Linked DNA regions of Columba livia: region 1 is linked to region 2. A link is a contact called in public Hi-C data. All regions are on one chromosome and are shown on one strand. Each heading gives the region's core, a stretch centred on a gene start, on an enhancer-like site or on the middle of the called end of the contact. The rest is flanking DNA. Distances are from core to core; before and after follow the strand shown.

What was found. Hi-C and Micro-C count contacts between places; a contact is called where the count stands out from the background.
Region 1: a contact with region 2 is called in a Hi-C map of liver, with 1.7 times the contacts expected there. The contact joins the promoter of SBK1 here to the enhancer-like site in region 2. A contact is called at or near these places in 2 of 2 Hi-C or Micro-C datasets (crop and liver).

The regions. Positions count from the first base shown.
Region 1 is chr15:7,875,759-7,882,106 of bColLiv1.pat.W.v2, forward strand. It overlaps SBK1 (SH3 domain binding kinase 1), which reads right to left and starts at 1,560. Exons shown (of 4, transcript XM_021291956.2): 1 at 1,329-1,560. The coding sequence starts at 1,390.
Region 2 is chr15:7,829,505-7,835,422 of bColLiv1.pat.W.v2, forward strand. It overlaps DNAAF8 (dynein axonemal assembly factor 8), which reads left to right. Exons shown (of 31, transcript XM_065030896.1): 24 at 1,474-1,643; 25 at 5,653-5,848. Among named protein-coding and RNA genes, the nearest start is that of SBK1, 45 kb to the right of the region's middle. Within about 2 kb of position 3,382, at least 1 of the 3 cell types and tissues checked has an H3K27ac peak away from gene starts, as active enhancers do.

The DNA.
Region 1 (6,348 bases), core at 310-2,809, 44 kb after region 2:
GGATGCGGAAACGTCTCTGGCGACAAGCCACAAGTGTCCATCCCTTGCTGTCCCCCTGCACAGGGAGGCATGGTCCCTGTGGCCACCACACAGGACCTTGAGCCACCACATTGCCACTGTGGGTGCACCACTCCCTGGCTGAAAACACCAAACTCGTGCCACCTGTGCCCAGCACAGGCTGGATGCAGCCACTCAGCTGCAGCTACAGGTCAGGCTGTTAGAGGGGAGTCCCAGGGATTCTCCGTGTCCCTGTCCAGCCAGCAGCACCCACACTCGAGGTCCCTCTCCTACCCCTGGTCCCCCAGTCCCACCCCACATCACCCAGTGCCTTCCCAGCCAGCGCCAAGCTCATGGGCAATGTGTCACGGGAATCAAAGCACCAAAAAACGTGATTTACACCAAAACAAATCTTACAGCTTCTTGCACACCGGCTGGAAGGACAACTGCCTGGACTGACACGCACTCACAGCTCAGATGATAGCCCTGCCCAGGCGCCAGCCCAGCATCACTGCCCCCCTGGACCTCACCATGGGTAGCCGGTGCTTGTGGGGTCTCCTGGTGCTTGGGGGTGCTCCCAGCCACAGCAGGTGGGAGCTTTGCTCTGGGCATGGCAGCGTGGGACAGGAGCCGGCAGTGGCTCGGTGCCACGGAGGAGCAGTTGGGCACAACATGTGCCGGCATTCACACCTCGCATCCCTGCCGGCTGCTGGGCTAATTCCGGCACAGGCACATTCGCCTTGGCTGCCGCTCAGCACCGTGGATGGGAGAGGAGCTTTCGGGGAGGAGAGAGGGGAGTTCCGGTGCTGCTGCCGAGAGGGCCAAGCCTTGGGGAGCCTTGTGGCTCTTCTTGAGGACCTCCCCACTGCCCTGGCCCCCTGACCCTCCAGACAGCCCCTACCCCAGTGGCAGCAGCAAGGCCCTGGGAGCTGAGTCTGGCCAGGGATCCCATTCAGGGGAGCACGTTAGCTCTGGGACAGTGTGGATTCAGGTGCTGCTTCAGCGGCCCTGCTCCCATGGGCACACCAGCACCACTCGACATGGCACAGCACAGCACAGGACACCCGCCCCGTGCCCTGGAGAGCTTCTGCCAGGGAAGCACGTGCTGTGCACACAGCCTCTCTCGGCACAGCACAGCGCCAGGCCATGGTCTCCTCTGGCCGGGAGAGGATGCACCTGCTCCAAGGGAAACTTTGGCACAGCCAAGGCAGGCAGCTCTCATGCCAGGCATTGTCCCCCAGCCCAGCTCAGTGTCATTCTCCCATGCCTATCACAGGTTTGCAGCATCTCCACCAGCGGCATGCCGCCCAGCCGGGCACCGCGGCACTGACCTGTGCAGGTGCAGGGGCTGCAGCTCCTCTTTCTGGAAGCAGACAAAGCAGAAGGAATCCATCGCTCAACTCCAGCAGCCGCCGTGCCCGAGCGAGGGGGACTGGAGGCCAGGCAGTGCCAAAGTGGTGTTGGCATCTTCCTCCCCCTTGCCAGTGCGGCCGGCAGCGGGAGGCTCACACTTGCCCACTCAGGGCCATGGTGTCAGGGAGCCCTTCACACGGCTGGGCTGAGCATTGAGGTCGGCCACTCACTGCATGCAGAGGCAGCACTGGGCTGTGCCATGTCCCACGTCGCCCTCACTCCGGGGCCAGCGATGCCCAATGCCATCCCGGCATCCATCATGCAGCCCAGTTGGCACCAGTCCTCAGGGGTTGTGGGCAGGGACCTGGGATGGCATTGTCCAGGCTGAGGAGTCCGGCAGGGCAAGATGAGCGCTGTGCTGTTTCAGAGGCCGGGGGAAGCAGCTGCCCTTCTCTGGCACACAGCGCCCATGTGGCACCGGCTGGTGGTGGGCACAGAGGACAGCGCCCACAGCACTGCTGGGGAAAGTGTCCCCTGCACAGGACCGTGCAGGCAGGGTCTGGCAGGATGCAGCAGGGTCTGGCAGGATCCAGCAGGGTCTGGCAGGCAGGCGGGCAGGCTGGGAGCCCCGCACACTCACGGAGGAAAGTTGTGTCGTTGGCGAGCTGCGGCTCCGCGGGGCTTGTCTCACCGGCAGAGCAGCCGCTCTCTCTGACAGCTAAACCAGTGTGTGAGTATTAATAGCTCCAGATTCATGCGGCAAGGCTGGGAAGTTAACTCCTTGGCTGCCACTACCAGCCCTGCCCAGGCTCCAGCCGCCCTCTCCCGGCTCCAGGCTGCTGCCTCGGGGCTCGCCAGCACCACAGCTGAGACCTGGCAAACTCAGCCTGTCTTCTCAGTGCACCGAGTGTCACCAAGAGACCCATGCTCTGTCCCCCAGTGCCCTGACCTCCTCCTTCCCCCAGCTCTGTCCCCTCCAGCCCTTGGCATAGGGCACATGGCACAACTGGGGAGGGGATTTGTCTCAGCCTGGGTGCCTGTGGGTGCCCTGAGCCACAACGGTGATGGAGAAGTTGGTCTGGGAGCCATTTCAGGGGTCTGCTCCCCACTACATGGCCAGGCATGGTGGGGCATGGCAAGGCACAGCATGGCAGGGCTCAGCGTTACAGTCCTGCCTGGGCATGGCAGGAGCATCATGGTGCTCTGTGAGGGGTATCCCTGCCCCACAAGTGGTGTCTCTTCCCCACAGTAGGTGTTTTTGCCCCCCAATAAGTGGTTTTGTCCCACAAGAGGTGGCCCTGCCCCACAAGGGGTGGCTCTGTGCCATCGGGTCAAGCCAGGGCAACTGTGCCAGTGATCTCTGGCTGCTCCCCAGGGAATGAGCTGGGCCACCCCAGGGACAGCGTGCTGGGTCAGGAGACCCCCCTCACCCATGTGGCCACATGCCCTCACCAAGCAGCTCTGCAGTCTCACTGTTCCATATCTGCTGGGAACAGGTCAGGGACCAGCAGGGGGTCCCCAGGTCCCTGAGACCAAGAGTGGTGACAGTCCCTCGCCCCAGGCAGCACCCAGCACCCTGGGACAAAAGCAAAGGCCATGTCCTTGGGAGGTGGCAGCAGGAGGACACAGAAAGGCTTCCCCAGGCTGGCCACAGGCTTTGTCATTTCTCGTTGTGAATTATTCAGTGTGTGGCTCTGCTTGCAGTGCATCTGCTCCAGCCACACCCCCTCTAATGGCAAAAATCGATGGCTTTTTAATTTCTCTTGGCCAGAAAACTCCCAGCCATACTGCTCGAGGGTCCTGTCTTCACTGCACAGCTGACAGGGGACCCAACCTTGAGGGTGGTTTATCCCAAACTTATTTCCATCACCTTTTTACATGATCTAGACATGTGCTGGGCTACATAGTTCTACCTGTGAGGCTGCGAGGTCCCTGCGCTTTGTAACTCTGGTGGGGCTCAGCCGCCCACACTGGACCCAATCCAGGATGAGGCCCAGGGCGCAGCAGAGACCCCTGCCCTACAGCCAGGTCCTCAGACCTGCCCCCAGTGGACCAGCCTCCAGTGCCTTGGCTGGCTGGGACAGGGTGGATGCATCCCGGGGGTGTGTGGGGAGGATGCCTGGCTGGCTGTGCTCTCTGGCCATGGTTATGGGTGTGTTTACACGGGCCTGGCTGGAGTTGATGTACAAGTGCACATGTGCATGGCTCTGCTCAGCGTGTATGCATGTGCATGGGTGTGCTTGGTGTACATGCCCACACATGGCTGAGCGCAGGGAACACGTGTGTGCACAGCCATGATGGGTGAGAGCATGTTGCCCCAGGCCTGGAGCAGCAGGAGCTTCGTGATTCAGAGCAGGGGGCTCTTCCTCGCATGCTCACCTGGCTGGCCTTGCGGGCTGGGCTGATGTGGGAGCGGCACCGTCTTGTCACCCCCTGCCTATGCGGGGAGCTGGTGGGGACATCTGCCCAAGACAATGGGGCTGTGCAGTGTGTTTGCAGGGATGCTGCTGCCGTGCTGGTCCCTGAGCATCAGCATTCCGCAGGTTTCTGGCACCAGAGGAGCCCCTCTCCAGCCCGTGGGGTGCAGGCGGGTACCCCTGCCACAGCCAGACTCCCATGGCCCCCCAGGCCCCCTGGGTACAGCACCATGGACCTGGCACCCACCCAGGCACCCACTCACCAAGAACACACTGCAAAGAGCAACAAAAAATGTTAAAATTTAATGCCTCAGCTAATGGGCCAAGTGTAGAGGAGCAGAAATCCAGAGAAGAAGGGCTGCTCTCCCACAGAAGGAAAGAGTGTGCCCAGCCCCGGGGAGCCCCTAATGGCTTCTGGCTTCACAGCTCCCTCCACCTCACGCTTCCTGGAAGAAGGGGAGACCTTGCTGGTCCACCGTGGTGCCTGGCTGATGGGACCTTGTTCCCATCTCGCTGTACCCAGCTCCATAAAAACCCATTAGCTGCCTCCTGGTGGGACCGAGCAGACAGTCACAAATCCATGCGGCTCCTGGTGGGTGCCCCACATGAGCTCAAGGTGGGGACCTTGCTCATGGGAGCCTGAGCTGTGCTGTTCTCCTCCACTGCCCCCTGCATCTCTGCTGGCCCCTCTCAAAATCGTGGGAGCCTCGGAACAGGGAGAGGTGCAGAATGGCATGTTGGGACATTTTGTCGCTTTGCCTGGTGGGTCTTTGATGTCTAAGAAGTCAGGGACAGACTCTGAACTTTGTGTAGGTTTAAAAAAAGCAACAGCCCCAAAGTACTTTCTCCTTTGCCTGTAACAGAAGCAGAATCAGAGAGGATGAGCTACCCTTGCTGCCCCTCTCACACCCTGCTCCTCAGGTCTGAGGCTGCTGGAAAGGGCGATTTGGACACCAGGATGAATTTCCAGGCCCCCCTTTCAAATGCACATGAAACACCAGACCTGCAAGACCTGTCTGAAGCATGGTCTTGCCTGCACTCCCCCCATGTCTGCCTCTTTAGGGACCTCCTGTCATGTCTCAGACCCTGGCTCCAAGGGCTTGCTTTGTCCCAGCCTAAAGCAGCTGCCCTTCAGTGGGAATTGGGAAGCCATTCCCTGTAATATAATCAGCAAAAAACCCAGCACCTGAGAGCCCAAATAGCCCTAGATAGATCCCAAGGGGTGTGGAGCAGAGGCAGGAGCAACTGGCCAGGGGCTGTGGTGGCCACAGAAGACCCTTGCCCACCACAGCCACCCTGGCCAGGACCGAGTGATGGCAGCAGAGAAGGAAGGACACTCATCATGGGGAGGGGTGTCTTGGGATCACTTCTTCCCTGGAGCAGTGGGCTGTGGTTGTTTTTTTAAATTAATTATGCATATCTGTACTTTCCACAGGTATTTGTACTCCAGGCCTTTATTTGCTGTATTTTTTATAGCTTGCTAAATAAGCAAACTTATTGCCAAGCCACTTGTGAGACACAGGGACTGGTTGGGGTTTGCTGCACAAAACTTTCCTTCACATTTCAAAGTTGCTTGGTTGTACTTATAAAATACGGTTAAACTATTTTCATCAAATTACTTTACATTAGGTGGCAAGGTAGTAAGATGCATTGCATTCGGAATGAGTTACAGCTCAATTTGTGGTAGGAACAATAAAAGGAGATGGAAACAGATACATGGCTGGATGTGAAGCGTTGCCAGCTGCTGGGTTGGCATTAGGCTCAGACTAACCCTGGAGGCAAAACCCCAACTCTGCAAAACTGGAATAAAGCAACTAAATGCAGTAAATATTTCAACGTGTGATTGAGCGGGCTGGAATCAAGGCTGGGGCTGTGCAGGCGGCTTTGATAAAAGGGCTTCAAAACACATTCCAGCGGACACATTTCTGTGCATGTTTACAATAAAAACTGAGGGATAAACCATGCAGTAAAGAATGATTTTCACAAATCCTGTTCCCTTGGTGTCTCAACACAGCTGTTCAGCTCCTTAGTATTTCCCTTCCCAAAGCAGGGACGAAGGCTTGAAAAGCTCAGCATTCACTTTCAGCCCCAAATCCTGTGCTAAAAGATCTTGTGACCCCTTGGATTTTGTAGAGGAAACAGGAATAGAGAAGAAAATCTCCCTGTAAGGATCCCACAGTTTGGTGGAAGGTTCCTCTTCTTTCTTTTGGTCCTCACCACGTTGCCTTATGCCTGCAGCACATCGGATCCCTCCCACCCCAGCCCAGGGATCTGGAGCCAAATAAAAAAAGCCCACCCCAAAAAGCTTTGGCGGCAGGAGAAGCAGCTCTCCACGGCTGGGGAGGCAAGAGGTGCATGGCTCAGCAGATCCGTGTCCGGCAGCTGTTTTTCCCCGGCTGGCAATGTGCACCTTGGAGCACGTGTCAACAAACAACCCCGTCGGAATAACAAACGGCGATAATAAGATTATCCTTTTAATGATCACCATGGTAACCTGCCCTCTGCCAGCGCAGCTGCAATATCTTGATGTAACCATCGCTGAAGCGGTGTCTCAAGGCAGTTCCAGCCTCCATTAAATGTA
Region 2 (5,918 bases), core at 2,132-4,631:
GGCAAAGAGACATAAGACAAATCCCTCCTGAAATGTCTAAAGCACATAAATATGCAGCATGTAGTGATTCACATACCACAAGAATGAGAATGTTTGCCCAGAAACATAGCAGATGGTGAATAAAACAACTTGAGGACAATGAACGCTCATGTAATGGTATACGGTTGAGATTGCTGTTCTGTATGCGAGCAGCTGAGTGGATCCAAGCAGCTTGCAGGCTGTTGCTATGGCACTTAAACCTTTCTATTCAAGAATGATGCAAGGAAAATAGCAGATCTTTACTAGAAGGGCTCCCTGAACAATAAGGGTTAAGTTTCCATATCAAGTGGGGGAGTAGTAATCTTGCTTTTTATTTTTGATCCCATATTTCTCTTTCATAAATCAGCAACGTACATCTTGCCATTTGAAAATAACAGTATGCATTAAATTATATGTAGCATTGTTGCTGCTTTGTTGCATTGACATCTGCATAATTAGTAGTGGGGTGCACAGGAAACACAAAATGACGTTTTATGTACACAAACAGATAATCATGGATCAATTTTAGCAGCCTGCAGTACTGTTACCTCATGCTTCACGCTAATTGCCATGGTTAGGCACCAGCAGTTAATGGTCCTAGCTGACTGGTTCCAACACCGCAGTTGCCAGTAAATCTTCAAAGGATATTATTAGGATAAAATAGTAACTATATTCCTAGTAATAAGGTACTTAGGTTAGTGAAACTAATAACTTGAAAATGCTGTCATTTAAAAATGAAATTTAGGTATTTTCTGCCTTTTAGTACATTTTGTATCATTAGACAGCAAAACTATATTGGTCTCTTGTTTTCTGTTGCTCATAGCACAGCGAGTGCTGCACCTGGCTGGCAGCTCTGCTGAGAGAGCTTTGTCAGTAACAAAAAGTTTTTGCTGAAATTTCAGTTTTAGTAAACGCGTTCTATTTGTAATAGGTTTAGAACATTAATTGGGACCTGTCATACTTGTTAGTGCCTCTGTGAAATGTAGCTCTAACAGAGAGATACAGAACACAGGGAGATAAACTGTGAGTAATAAGAATTTAATAACTGCCTCAAGGATTATATCACATAATCACTACAGTTCACATGAAAAATGTAAAAGGAAATATTTTATCCCTCTTAAAACATTAATCTATAATATAAAGGGTTCAGTCTTATCCTACAGACCTGCCACTAAACTTTTTGGACTCAGAGCAGACTTCCTGAAAAAAAAAAACTACAAGCCTAGGCAGCTTTAGATATCTTTTTCAACTAAAAATTAAACAAGTCAAAACAAAATAAAATCATATATACACAGATATTTTTAATGGACTTGTTCAAGTTTTTGTGAACTTCATGCCAGCTTTTGGATAACCCTCTTCTACAGATGTCTGTCCAGGCTAGTAAACAAATATCGCTGTATGTTTTACCTCCATTTTTAGGAGAGCTCTGGGTTTCACTGGTGTGCTTTGTTACAGGCGCCCAGATTCTTTGCACAGTGCTGCTGATCAAACCTGGTGCCTGGAGCCACAGTCTTGCAAGGATCCTCCGAAAACTTGACCTAGAAAAATTCAGAGTCGTTGGGATGAAACACATAAACCTGGAACCAGACGTTGCCTTAGGACTCCTTTCTTCTGAAGTAAAACAGGTTTGTTAAGAAACTGGCAGAAACTGGCTTGGGGTCAGAGTGGGGAAGTATGTTAGCAAGTGAAAAATCCATTCCTGAAAAAAACAATATTTCCCATCCGGGATTTGTGAGTTGTTGAAGTGAACTATATAGCACAATCAGATCTGTACTGGCAGCAGACACAAAGCAAGCTGACATGCTGACAGCTTCTTTTATCGCATGCCATAAAGAAGCAGACCTGGTTTCTCTAAAACAAAAGTTTGGAAGATACAGGCAATACAGACCTCCCAGGAATTTGTGTTGTCGCTAATTTGCAATGCTGACTCTTTAGCTGCAAAACAGGTGTTGTCTCCGTCTTCCCCAAGGTCATTCCAGGTAGGACACATCTGAGGAGCACAACACAGCCCCTGCACGTGTGTCTGCTTCTCCTGCCATGTGTTTGAACCTGGGAGCAGGGAAACATTCATTGCACTGCCAGAGGATCTATACCTCTGGAGCCCTGTTACCTTGTATTACATTATATATACAGCTGAATCTCTGTTCCAGGAGGCCTGTGTTCAAGAGTCTATAAAAATGACCTGCAAAGAGAAAAAATTGAGTTAGTGTCATTTCTTATGTCTAATAGGCAATAAAGAGGGTTCTTAAATCTTGAGGTGTTAAAGGTTTTTGTTATCTAAAACTAGATTTATGTTTCTGCTCTTTTATAGCATTAGATTTTTTTTCCCCAAACTAAAATATTCTGAGATTAATGTAAAGATACTGAGAAAGCCAGGAAACTGAAAGCTGAGCATTTTAGAGGAGTTTAATTATGTTTGTCCCCTTAAACAATACAAAGATCCCCAAACAACAACAACAACAAACCCACAACAACAACCAAGCAAACAAAAACACACAGAAAAAACCCTACCCAACCTTGTTATTTGACTACTTTCATGAAGACATTTAACCAATTAACTTTGACAGAAAACAAGCCTTTACAATTGATATTGCTCTTGAGTTAGGTCAGGAGGGTTTATAGCACTCTTTCATATAGAAATTTCTAATAGAGGCTTCCAGAAGAAGATGGGAACGTGTCAGGAGAGTGCTCTAACATAACTGTCAGTCGGGAACAATTAATACTTTCTGCACGTTAGCAAAGCAATGGAGCACAAGCAGTTGATTTTTAAATATTTACAGACCACTGGTAAGACTGATATAGTGGCTGTTAGAGTTGATGGGGAAATGCTTTCCAATATGGCTTTTAATCATACAACTAGCTACAAAAATGCTTAGTTGATCATCTGAAACAGAAAACATTTTAAAAAATCCAGATGTCTACCTCGGGAAGTAATGTAGATATGTGTGGGGTAAATCTGAAGAGAGGTTGTTTCATAAAAATTTTCTCTTGTTTTTGGAGTTCTCTAACACACTAGAGCTGCTGTTGAGCGTTGATTTAGTTTCCTTGAAGAGCTGGTGACTAAGGAGTTTAAAAATTACAAACTATCGGGGTTTTGTTCGCAGAAAAAAATGCAGGTTTTGAAAGTGAGAAAGCAGAGATAATAGTCTGCCCCTGGCAAGGGGGAATGGACAGTAGGAAATGCTTTCTGCAGTACAGGGCCTCCTTTTCATTTTTAGAACACATCTAAATGCCTTTCACTCATGAGGGCTGAAAAAGGCTGAGCTCCCAACACAAGTAGGTAGATTTTCAAAAAGCCTCAGCATGCTTCAGGGACTGGGTTATTTTGAAAATCTGGCTTGTAAGCATTACAATGGCAGCTGGTGGGGGCAGAACTCTTTTACAGCTGAATTTCATGTAAAGCATTTGAATTGATGTTCATTGTTGATCTGTTTCTCAGTGTAGGGTGCAGTGGGATACAGTGCTGTTTTTAAAATGGGAGTCTTAATATGGGGACAAATTGCTGAAATTTAGCATTTTCTGTTGAAGAACATGAAGCCAGCGTGTCTGACCCTTCTAGGAATTCTGCCTAGGGCTTTTTCTCTCCTTACACAGAGCCTGGTCCAAAATCAATCTCCAAAAATCTCTAGAAAACACCTACGTGTTCTGCAATGTGCCAGTTTGTTTTGTGTACATAGTACTTGGTAGCAGAATTGGGTTTTATTCTCTGGTAGCAAGACTACCTAGCATTTTATTCCTCTTTCAAATGTATTATTTACATGCAGGCTGACAGAAATCCTCAGCAACATGATTTCGGATGCATGATTACTTTTTCAACTTAAACTAACATTCAGCTTCTAAGTAGCTTTTGGCATACAATAAATAATGGATTGGTCTGCTGAGGTTACCCAGTCACAGGAGCCATGATAATACTTTTTATCTGAAGTTTAATAATAATTTTTTAAAAATAAAGGTCAGGTAAATAGTGCTGACATTGTCTGCTCAGCTCCTAGCGTGACCTGATTGTGTTCAGATGGTGAGAAGCGATGGCTCCCGAGGGAGCTCTGCCTGGGGAGGATGTATCTCCTTTCTGTGCTTACCCAGCAGATCCAGTCCTGCAGAGATCTGTGGGTTTGGACACTAGCTATAAAGCTTGATTTTATAGCAGGACCTGATCATTCTGTTGAGGATTACCTGATACGATTGCCTGCAGTAGCAGGTCGCTGGACTCAATAACTTGACGGATTCCCTCCAGTCCTATCTTGTGATTCTAAATGGAGAGGCAGAAGGACAATTTTGCTGCTTTTTAATCCCGTTAGTCCTCCCGAGCCAGCACACAGCTGGAGCTTCCTCTCCGTCTGCATCACCAGAATTACTCACTGAATTCAAGTCAGCTGCACTCATGCAATCTCACCACAGCTGCTGGGTGTCAGTGAGGACACGGTTTGAAGACGGTGCAGAGGCAGGATGTAAATAAAGGCATCATTTGGCTGGCAGAGTCTAGAGCAGATGTGAGGATGTATCAGAAGGAAAGAAGTCACCTTGACTCCCTGACACCACCAGTAGCAATTAGAAACAACATTGTCTTTAACCCAACGTCTGCACCTTTTCTGGGGAATAACTGAAAGAAAATTGAGGCAAAAGGGGCTTGTTATGTGGATCTAAAAGCACTGTTTAGAAGCTCTGGAAGAAAAACATTTAATTCATTATGGTTTGTATAACAGAAAACATGTCTCTGAACATTTTCTTTTGCATATGTTTCTGCCATGGATGAATCTTGGTATGTTCTATCCAGTCCTTTTGAAAGTTTTCATTAAGTCATGATCACTGTTTTCGGAGAAGGCCCTTAGAAAAGTGGACTATATACATATTTTTTAAGCATATTTTTAAGCATATTTTTTATGCAGAAAAGGTTTAATTTTGTATTATATAGACCAGAATAAATGTCAGAATTTTGCAGTATATAATGACATGCTGAAACTCTTCATCCTCATCTAAACAGAGCTGTGTTCTCCCAGGAGAGCCTGTGAAACTTTCCTGTATGTTTTGCATGTGCAGTCACGCGATGGGATTGAAATCCCAGGAGTTCCTTTGCTCTGGGTTTCCATAGGGTGGGAGGCTTGACAAACATCACTACATGGATCGCATCCCTTACATAACTGACCAATTTAAGAACAGGGGGGCTTTCTCATGGATAATTTTTCATTTTTAAATGCAGGAGAGAATATAAGGATTGAGCCAATGGTTTTGAGTTTATAGCTTACTTCTTAGAAATACAGTTTAGAAGGGATGCAAGTGAGAGATTATTTGGGTCAAAGTCAGTGAATGGTTTTGTATGATAGAAAAGTGAAAGAGGCCTTGAAGTATTTTATCTCTGTATTTTTAAGTGGCACGGTGGGATGTTTTTTCGGAAATGTTTTATCTAGAGAATTGCCACACTCTGGTGCTTTTAGAAAGGTTCAAAAATAGAATTAAAACCTACAGGGGGCTGAATGATGATTTGCACATATATTGCAAAGAGGAGAAAAAGCAGGGTAGTGGCAGATCTGTTTGCTTCAAACTGGGATGGGTCTAACCGAAGGAAAGCTGGGATGAACCCTGCACTCACCAACACTGCTCATTATGACCTGTTGCCTCTCTGTTATTTCTTTTCAGGATCCTGCTGTTTTAGAAGCCCATTGCACCTACCTTACCTCAGGCACTGCTCTTGTGCTGTGTCTTCAGAGACCAAACGCTGTGAAGAAGCTGATAGATTTACTGGGGCCAGAGGATCCTAAACTAGCCCAAGCACTAGATCCATTCCTCTGGAGGGCTCAGTATGGCATCAGCACAGTCCAGAATGGATTTTATGGTAGGTTTTTGTAAAAGAAATGTCTGAAGTCTTAGATATGACAACGGAAAAACAAATATATTAAGTCCTG